2 separate regions of the Mus musculus genome follow, and region 2 is linked to region 1. Evidence: chromatin contacts called from public Hi-C data. All regions are on one chromosome and are shown on one strand. Each heading gives the region's core, a stretch centred on a gene start, on an enhancer-like site or on the middle of the called end of the contact. The rest is flanking DNA. Distances are from core to core; before and after follow the strand shown.

Region 1 (3,512 bases), core at 722-3,221:
GATTGCTTGGTGCTTCTCTGCTTGCATGGAAGGCAATAAGTAACTCTACTATTATCCACACTCCAGTTCTGGAGAGTCAAAAGCCCATGGGCTAGGTGGATGTTGTCTGAAGATCCAAGTCCTGCCAAGCAGATCCTTGTGTTCTTATGATAGAAACCCGAATCATATGTGTAGCTGCTCAGATAGGAGGTTTGTTGCTCTAGGTTTTGATTTTCTCCCACGGCAAGTACTGAGCAGTTGGGACAGCCCTCAGCTCTTGGTAGTAACATCAATCAGTGCCAGGCAGTTTTTGCTCCAACCCTTTGGTGTCATGACTTAGTCTCTAATACCAGCTAGTGTTGCATCCTGCACAGTATCCTGAGTCTTTAAGCCCTGGCTGCTCTCTGGAATGTCTTTCAGTGGCCTGGACCCTCAGTTTCTTGGCATTTTCAGTATTAGCTTCATGTGTGCCCTTTACACCTGGTTGCCCTTTGCATGCCATTACTTACTTGCATGTTGCTGTTGCTACCATCAACACAACAGCCCTCATTATTTTCACCACTCTGCACGGCTGCAAAGCATATGCATTCTGAGATCAATGATTTGTCTGGACTAACTTAAAATGCAGTAAGATTGGCTAGCTATGTAGCTAGAAGGGACTGTAAAGCGTGGGTATAGTATACTAACTGGGTGGTTCTAATTTATACCAATAGCCAGGCCAATGGCAGCCAAGAATAGGTATAGCCCTCCTATCTGCCAGTCACAGCTCTTTGCTGTGTAGGGGTTGTGTTCTTCTTTCCTTGGACTGGATTGATGACAGCCTTTGAAAGGTCATATCAACCAGACGTGGGGCTCTCTAGAGACGCTGTAGGCCAGGTCATCTAAAGTTCACTTGGGCTAGTCTTGCTCCCAGTGGAAGTTTCCACTGCTCACACAGGCTGTGGACTCCAAACAGGAGTCCTGCCTTCCGCAGCCGTCATTACACTAGCTCTTGCAGCTGGAGTGCCATTCTTTCTGGATAGCTCTCCATTCAAGGATATAAGGCATTAAGGAAGCTTTCTCAAATGGCATATTCTCAACAGTTTTATTTGTCCATGGAGAAACATCAAAAGGTGCTTATAGAAAAAGACTTTAACAAAGGCTTAACCAAAATTCTTAACAAGACTTAACAGTGATCAACAATGTTTAACCTTTGCCCCAATACCCAAGGTGGGCTGGGTCCCTTGATCTGTGTCTGTCGGAAAACATTTGGCTTCTGTGTATGGTGCTCTATATATGATTTTTTTTTTACTGATTATTCACAGCCTTAAACCATTTTGTACCTTTGTAGTCTTCGGACTATAAGAATTCCTTCAGCTACCTGCAGCTAAAAATAATGGCAGCTAGGCTAATTGAATAAAAGGCACCATCCTAAAGTCATGAACTGTGTGACCAGTGTCTTATCAATCTTGAAATAAGTCAGAGAGGGTGTAAGACAAGAATTCTACATGGATTATTAATTAAGTAGAAACAAAGCAAAAACCAACAACAGGAAAGATTAGTAGTGGTTACTCATGGGCAGCTGGATGACCCTCAAACCAAGAAGACAGCACAGCTGTGTTGGAAGAGAGGGAAGAAGAGCAGAGCATTTATTGGAACCACTGGTGTCTTAACAGGATTCAGGCTCATAATTTCCTATGTGACTCATCTAGCATTGCACAATCGATGCTTTGAAAGTCTATTTCCTCAAGACGTCGGCATGGTGTTACACTGCAGCTTCCTGATGCACATTTTTAACTCCTGTAGTTTCTTAAAACATGTTTCAGACTGCTGTGTTTACCTGTTGGATGGACTACTTTATATTCATTAAAAATGTCTTAAGAGCTTTACCACACACACTCATCCCTTTAATTTTTTTTCTCTGTAAGTCTAATTTAACTGTAGGAGTCTGAGCCATTAGCCCTTCAGTATTTCCTGTGTTATTTTGAGATTTTTTTTTTTTTCAAAAGAGCCTTTGGTCATGTGCTGAAAATAATTGTCAGTCAAATCATTATTCTTCATTGAGGAAGAGCCTGAAACTATGGGGTACTTAAAAACAAGCGGAGTGGGGGAATGAAGCTGTTCTAACCCCAAAAGCAAAATCTCCAATCTAGAAAAGTAGGTTCCTTTTCAATTGACAGCATAGAGAAACCAAACCACAGGTAGATGTACAAGGCGATGGGGCAGACTTCTGAAGGGATAGTGAATTTTAAAATGTGTTTTCTCTAGTTTGTGAGGTTTTTATCCACAGATGCCTAATCTTTATTAAGACTCGAGGGAAAAATTACATTCATATCCAAAGTTAGAAGGCTATTATTCCTCACTTTCAAGGATTTAACAGTAAGTTAAATCTCTATTATGGTTAGTACTTAATAACCTACTGTAAAATCATGACTTACTTTTCCAGGGGCTTAGCTTTCCTAAGAAATACATATGCTGATGAACACCGTGTGTCTGTTTACTCATTTGCCTTTTTATGTTAATAAAATTTCGGATGTTGTCACTAGAAGCAAGTGTTCAGTTTGCCAACATTCCTTTAGGAAATACACTATGTTTAGACAGTTTTAAAACAATCAGCATCCGGCTGAAACATCTGATAAACTGTAAAGCAGGAATAGGTACTTTAATTTTAGAGTAACTATGAGTGATTTCCTCTCCTTGCAGGTCTGCAGTTTCTTGTCCTCAGGATCCAGTACTGACTGAGAGCAAGTTGCCACTGGACTCTGCATGGACTAAGGCAAAACGTGTAAGTAAGACGCCTTTATCATCAGAGTCATGATCTCATTAAGTTTCTTGGTTTAAGGAGCATGAACTCTATAAATAATTCAAACTGTACTGAAAGAGTTAAAGCTTTGCTTTATATGACAAATCATGGCTTTGAGACAACTTGTCCTAAGTTCGTTCAGGGTGGAAAAATCTGAGGATGTTTAACATAGAGCAAAGTAGTTTAAGGAGATATTTCCAAAATTTGTGTTAGCCAAATAATCTCAAGGACATTTACGTTTGCATTCTTTCTTGTTCTCATCCTAGATGAACATAGGGTTTCCTTGCTTGACATGAAGAAATTAAGAACAATAAACTTGGCTCATCACTTCTGATCTCCAGCTAAGGTTATTAAAAGCACAAAAGTGCTGATTTACAACAAGGGTGTTCAGGCCCCATCTAACAATGCTCAGTCCAATGGTTGTGTGAAAATTCTAGCCTGTTTTCTTCCCCTTAGTGAGAAATCTTTGAAATCCAAAATGACTCTTATGAACTTCAAAAAGGTGTGATGGCCAATTGTTTAAGCCCCGGTGAGAAAATTCTCCCACGAGTTCATAGAACACAGTGTTATGATGTTAGAAACTCAAATGCCTTTTACACAGGATGTTAACCTCTCACAGAAGCCTGCTGCTGTGATGTGGGAAGTCCTGGCTTCCAGGTTTACAAGGATGAGGGCTGTAAACAGGATGCTGAGCGCCACCTAAGGACACAGTGCCTCTCCTTGGAGACATACCAAGGCTCAAAGTTACGAA
Region 2 (3,512 bases), core at 569-3,068, 200 kb after region 1:
TTTGGCCCTGGCGTTCCCCTGTACTGGGGCATATAAAGTTTGCGTGTCCAATGGGCCTCTCTTTCCAGTGATGGCCGACTAGGCCATCTTTTGATACATATGCAGCTAGAGTCAAGAGCTCCGGGGTACTGGTTAGTTCATAATGTTGTTCCACCTATAGGGTTGCAGATCCCTTTAGCTCCTTGGGTACTTTCTCTAGCTCCTCCATTGGGAGCCCTGTGATCCATCCATTAGCTGACTGTGAGCCTCCACTTCTGTGTTTGCTAGGCCCCGGCATAGTCTCACAAGAGACAGCTACATCTGGGTCCTTTCGATAAAATCTTGCTAGTGTATGCAATGGTGTCAGCGTTTGGATGCTGATTATGGGGTGGATCCCTGGATATGGCAGTCTCTACATGGTCCATCCTTTCATCTCAGCTCCAAACTTTATCTCTGTAACTCCTTCCATGGGTGTTTTGTTCCCAATTCTAAGGAGGGGCATAGTGTCCACACTTCAGTCTTCATTCTTCTTGAGTTTCATGTGTTTAGCAAATTGTATCTTATATCTTGGGTATCCTAGGTTTGGGGCTAATATCCACTTATCAGTGAGTACATATTGTGTGAGTTAAGGTTGGTCATTTTCAACTTCAAAGTTGCTCTCAGTTGGAGCTCTGTGCACTATAAGATGTATTTGGTGAACGCGTCCCCACTTGTTTTCAGATTGGATTATTAGCCATGTGGTAGCAATGACACTTGTGTTCCTGGTAGCCTTCAATTTCATTTAAAGAGAGGAAGGTTTACTTCCTCTTACAGTTTTTCCGCTTTTTAGTACATTATATTGGTTGCTTCTGTTGCTTTGGGGAGTGTCAGAACTGGAGTATGAGGCAAAACCACTTGCCTAATAGTCAGGATGGAAAAGAGAGATCAAAAGCAAGGGCAATGGAGTCCCGCTGTGCCTATTAAGGACTCAACTCTGCCTACCCCCACTCCCACATGTGACAAAAGACCTCCCACTAGGCTCCCTGTTTTCAAAAGCTGAGGCCCAGAAGTACTCTGCTAAATCAGCTCTCTTTGGTGTTCTGCAGCACCACCTTGTTAGGCTGAGAGAATCTGTATGTGGTGGACTCAGTAGTTCAGAGCACGACAGCACCAGACACTGGCTGTGAAGCAAGTCTTTGCTTTGTGCTGCCCTGCTCTGTAAAAGTCTAAGGTAAACTGTGAAAGAAAGCTGCACAGAAGTTCTAGGCAGAAGGAGCCATCCTCTGTTCTTCATATAGGTAAGACCCAGCACAATACTCAAGTATCAGCCCGAGTATTACTTGGTTTCTTTATCTGCATCATTTAGGAGATGAATAGAATAGACCAGAAGACTGGTCTTCTAGTGGACTTACAATGTTCTGGCTGTAAGGTTTCATGGAAAAGTTCTTTTACTAGCAGGAATGTATAGCTCTGCCTAGGAAGGCACGGAATAAAGAAAGTTGAATATTAATAATGGTAAATAGTGCAAAATTGTGAAACTAAAGCAAACCTAATATTTGAAAGACAAAATATATGTCCCACATGGAAATATAATCTATGACAAAGAATTTTTAATAGTTTAGTTTCCCACCCCTTCTCTCTGTTCAATTACACTTCTCCAGTCGTTACCAAGAATGTGCGCATGGCCAGTTAACAACCGCACTTCTCTGCATGGTTCATTTCTAGCCAGTGATCAAGGGTAAAAGGCAATGACCGAATATGAAAGGGTCAGGGCTGTGTGTCAGGGGATAGTCCTCTCCCACTGAGAACAAAATAAAGCTCTGAGAGCCTGTGACCTGGTTCTTTCTCTAAGAAGTTCAGAAGGAGAAGGAGTGAAGGGCTAAGCAAGGAATGTATCCACAGGCACTTGAGGTCTGATTCACCCTACAAGAGATTCTTTGGAAGGTCTCAAGGTTCTCAGTTCCGTTATATTACAGCACAAAAAAGTAGTTCAGTTCTTCTTGACATAACCCAAGGCTTGTTTTCACTGCCTCTCTCCACATGTGTTTATGGAACAAATGATTATCTTGAGCCACTGAAATATTAGTTTAAAAATAAGATGTATCTCCTGGACCACATTTTGTTTTATCTTTGACAACATTTTGTTCTAAAGAAACGCAACATAGCAAAATATAAACAGCATACCAAAACAATAACAAACATGAACTTGACTTTTTCTACCCGAGGCGGAATTAAAACAGGGCAACCGATCTCAACGCTCTTTAGCAGAAACTGTTCTGGAAGCTCATGTGTAGTTAATGGTTCCACCACCAAGCATCCTGCACATTATTTAAAAAAGAAAAAGTTGTCCAGCCTGGTTTCTATTCTCTCTAAACTGGAAAGGTGAAGCCAATAAAGATGATAGAGGGCAAAATTTTCTGTTGAGATAATTTTCATCTTAATTTACAAGCTGACTCTTCAGGGAGGAGACTTGAGGCTGTAATTTCCCAACTTTGTTGTGCAAGAACCAATAAAAGAGAGAGTAAACTCAGGAGAGGCTTTGTGAAAGAGCCTTCTTGTATCAATACATTCTTGCACACACTGGACTATTGTTTTGGAAGTAAACAGAAAATAAACATAGCTCTAAGTTGATTGTGTTGAAACAAGATGCTTAATAGTTTCATTTATCTACTGGTTTATCTTGATTTTCAGTGAGGGATGCCCTTGCCCACAATCACTGTTGAACACTTTCTCCAGCTCTATGTCTCACGATCTCTTTTTCTGCTCTTCCTTCTTCTCTAGAATTTCCTCCCATAGCCATTTGAAGTGGAGACATAACCTCTGAAGTCCCCATGGGTCCTTTGCATGGGTGAGCAGTATGAAAGGAGAATCTGGGTAATCAGCCATATTGCACAGGAAAGGGAAAATGAACCAGACAGAGTAGCCCTGGAAGAGCAGCCTGGTTCCTATTTTTTACTCTAGTCCTTCTCTTTGGTAGCCTGAACATTTTCTATAAAGTTTTTTTTTTAATTGACAGCTTGTTACATTAAATTTTGTCATTTCATCTCCTACTCTAATATGCTTTGTAATGTGGCAGTATGTTACTGCCAGAGGGGGTGCCTTTAGTGGTCCCATGCTGAGGTCTCCCCCCAGGTACAAGCTATGTAACAGATCTAGGACAAAATGAAGTTTATTTGGGGCATGGGAAGGGGATGTGGGAAAAGGAGTAGATGCAGAGAAAGAAAGGGGACAGAGAGAAACAGAAAGAGAGGAGAAAGAAGGGAAGAGGCTGGCCAGGAACAGATGGAGAGAGAGAGAGAGATACAGAGACAGAGATAGAGGCAGAGAAAGACAGAAAGAGGGAGAGGGACAAAGGGAAGGAGAGAGAGAGAACAGAGAAAGAGGACCTGGGAGAGAAAGAGAGAGGAGGGGAGCCATAAGGAGAGAGAGAGAGAAAGAGAGAGAGAGACAGAGACAGAGACAGAGACAGAGAGAGACAGAGGGATACAGAGACACAGAGAGACACACAGAGAGAACAGAGAGAGAGGACAAAGAGAGAGGACAGGGGAGAGAGA

What was found. A called contact is a pair of places that touch in the nucleus more often than the background predicts.
Region 2: a Hi-C map of uterus shows a contact between it and region 1, with 1.6 times the contacts expected there. The contact joins two enhancer-like sites. A contact is called at or near these places in 4 of 484 Hi-C or Micro-C datasets (bone marrow-derived macrophages, macrophages and uterus) and 1 of 115 datasets of contacts at active chromatin or transcription factors (cardiomyocytes).

The regions. Positions count from the first base shown.
Region 1 is chr10:56,596,745-56,600,256 of GRCm38.p6, forward strand. No RefSeq gene overlaps it. Among named protein-coding and RNA genes, the nearest start is that of Gm36595, 170 kb to the left of the region's middle. Within about 2 kb of position 1,972, at least 45 of the 459 cell types and tissues checked have an H3K27ac peak or open chromatin away from gene starts, as enhancers often do. A contact at or near this core is called in bone marrow-derived macrophages and uterus, where this site is marked.
Region 2 is chr10:56,794,648-56,798,159 of GRCm38.p6, forward strand. No RefSeq gene overlaps it. Among named protein-coding and RNA genes, the nearest start is that of Gm36769, 140 kb to the right of the region's middle. Within about 2 kb of position 1,819, at least 19 of the 459 cell types and tissues checked have an H3K27ac peak or open chromatin away from gene starts, as enhancers often do. A contact at or near this core is called in bone marrow-derived macrophages and uterus, where this site is marked.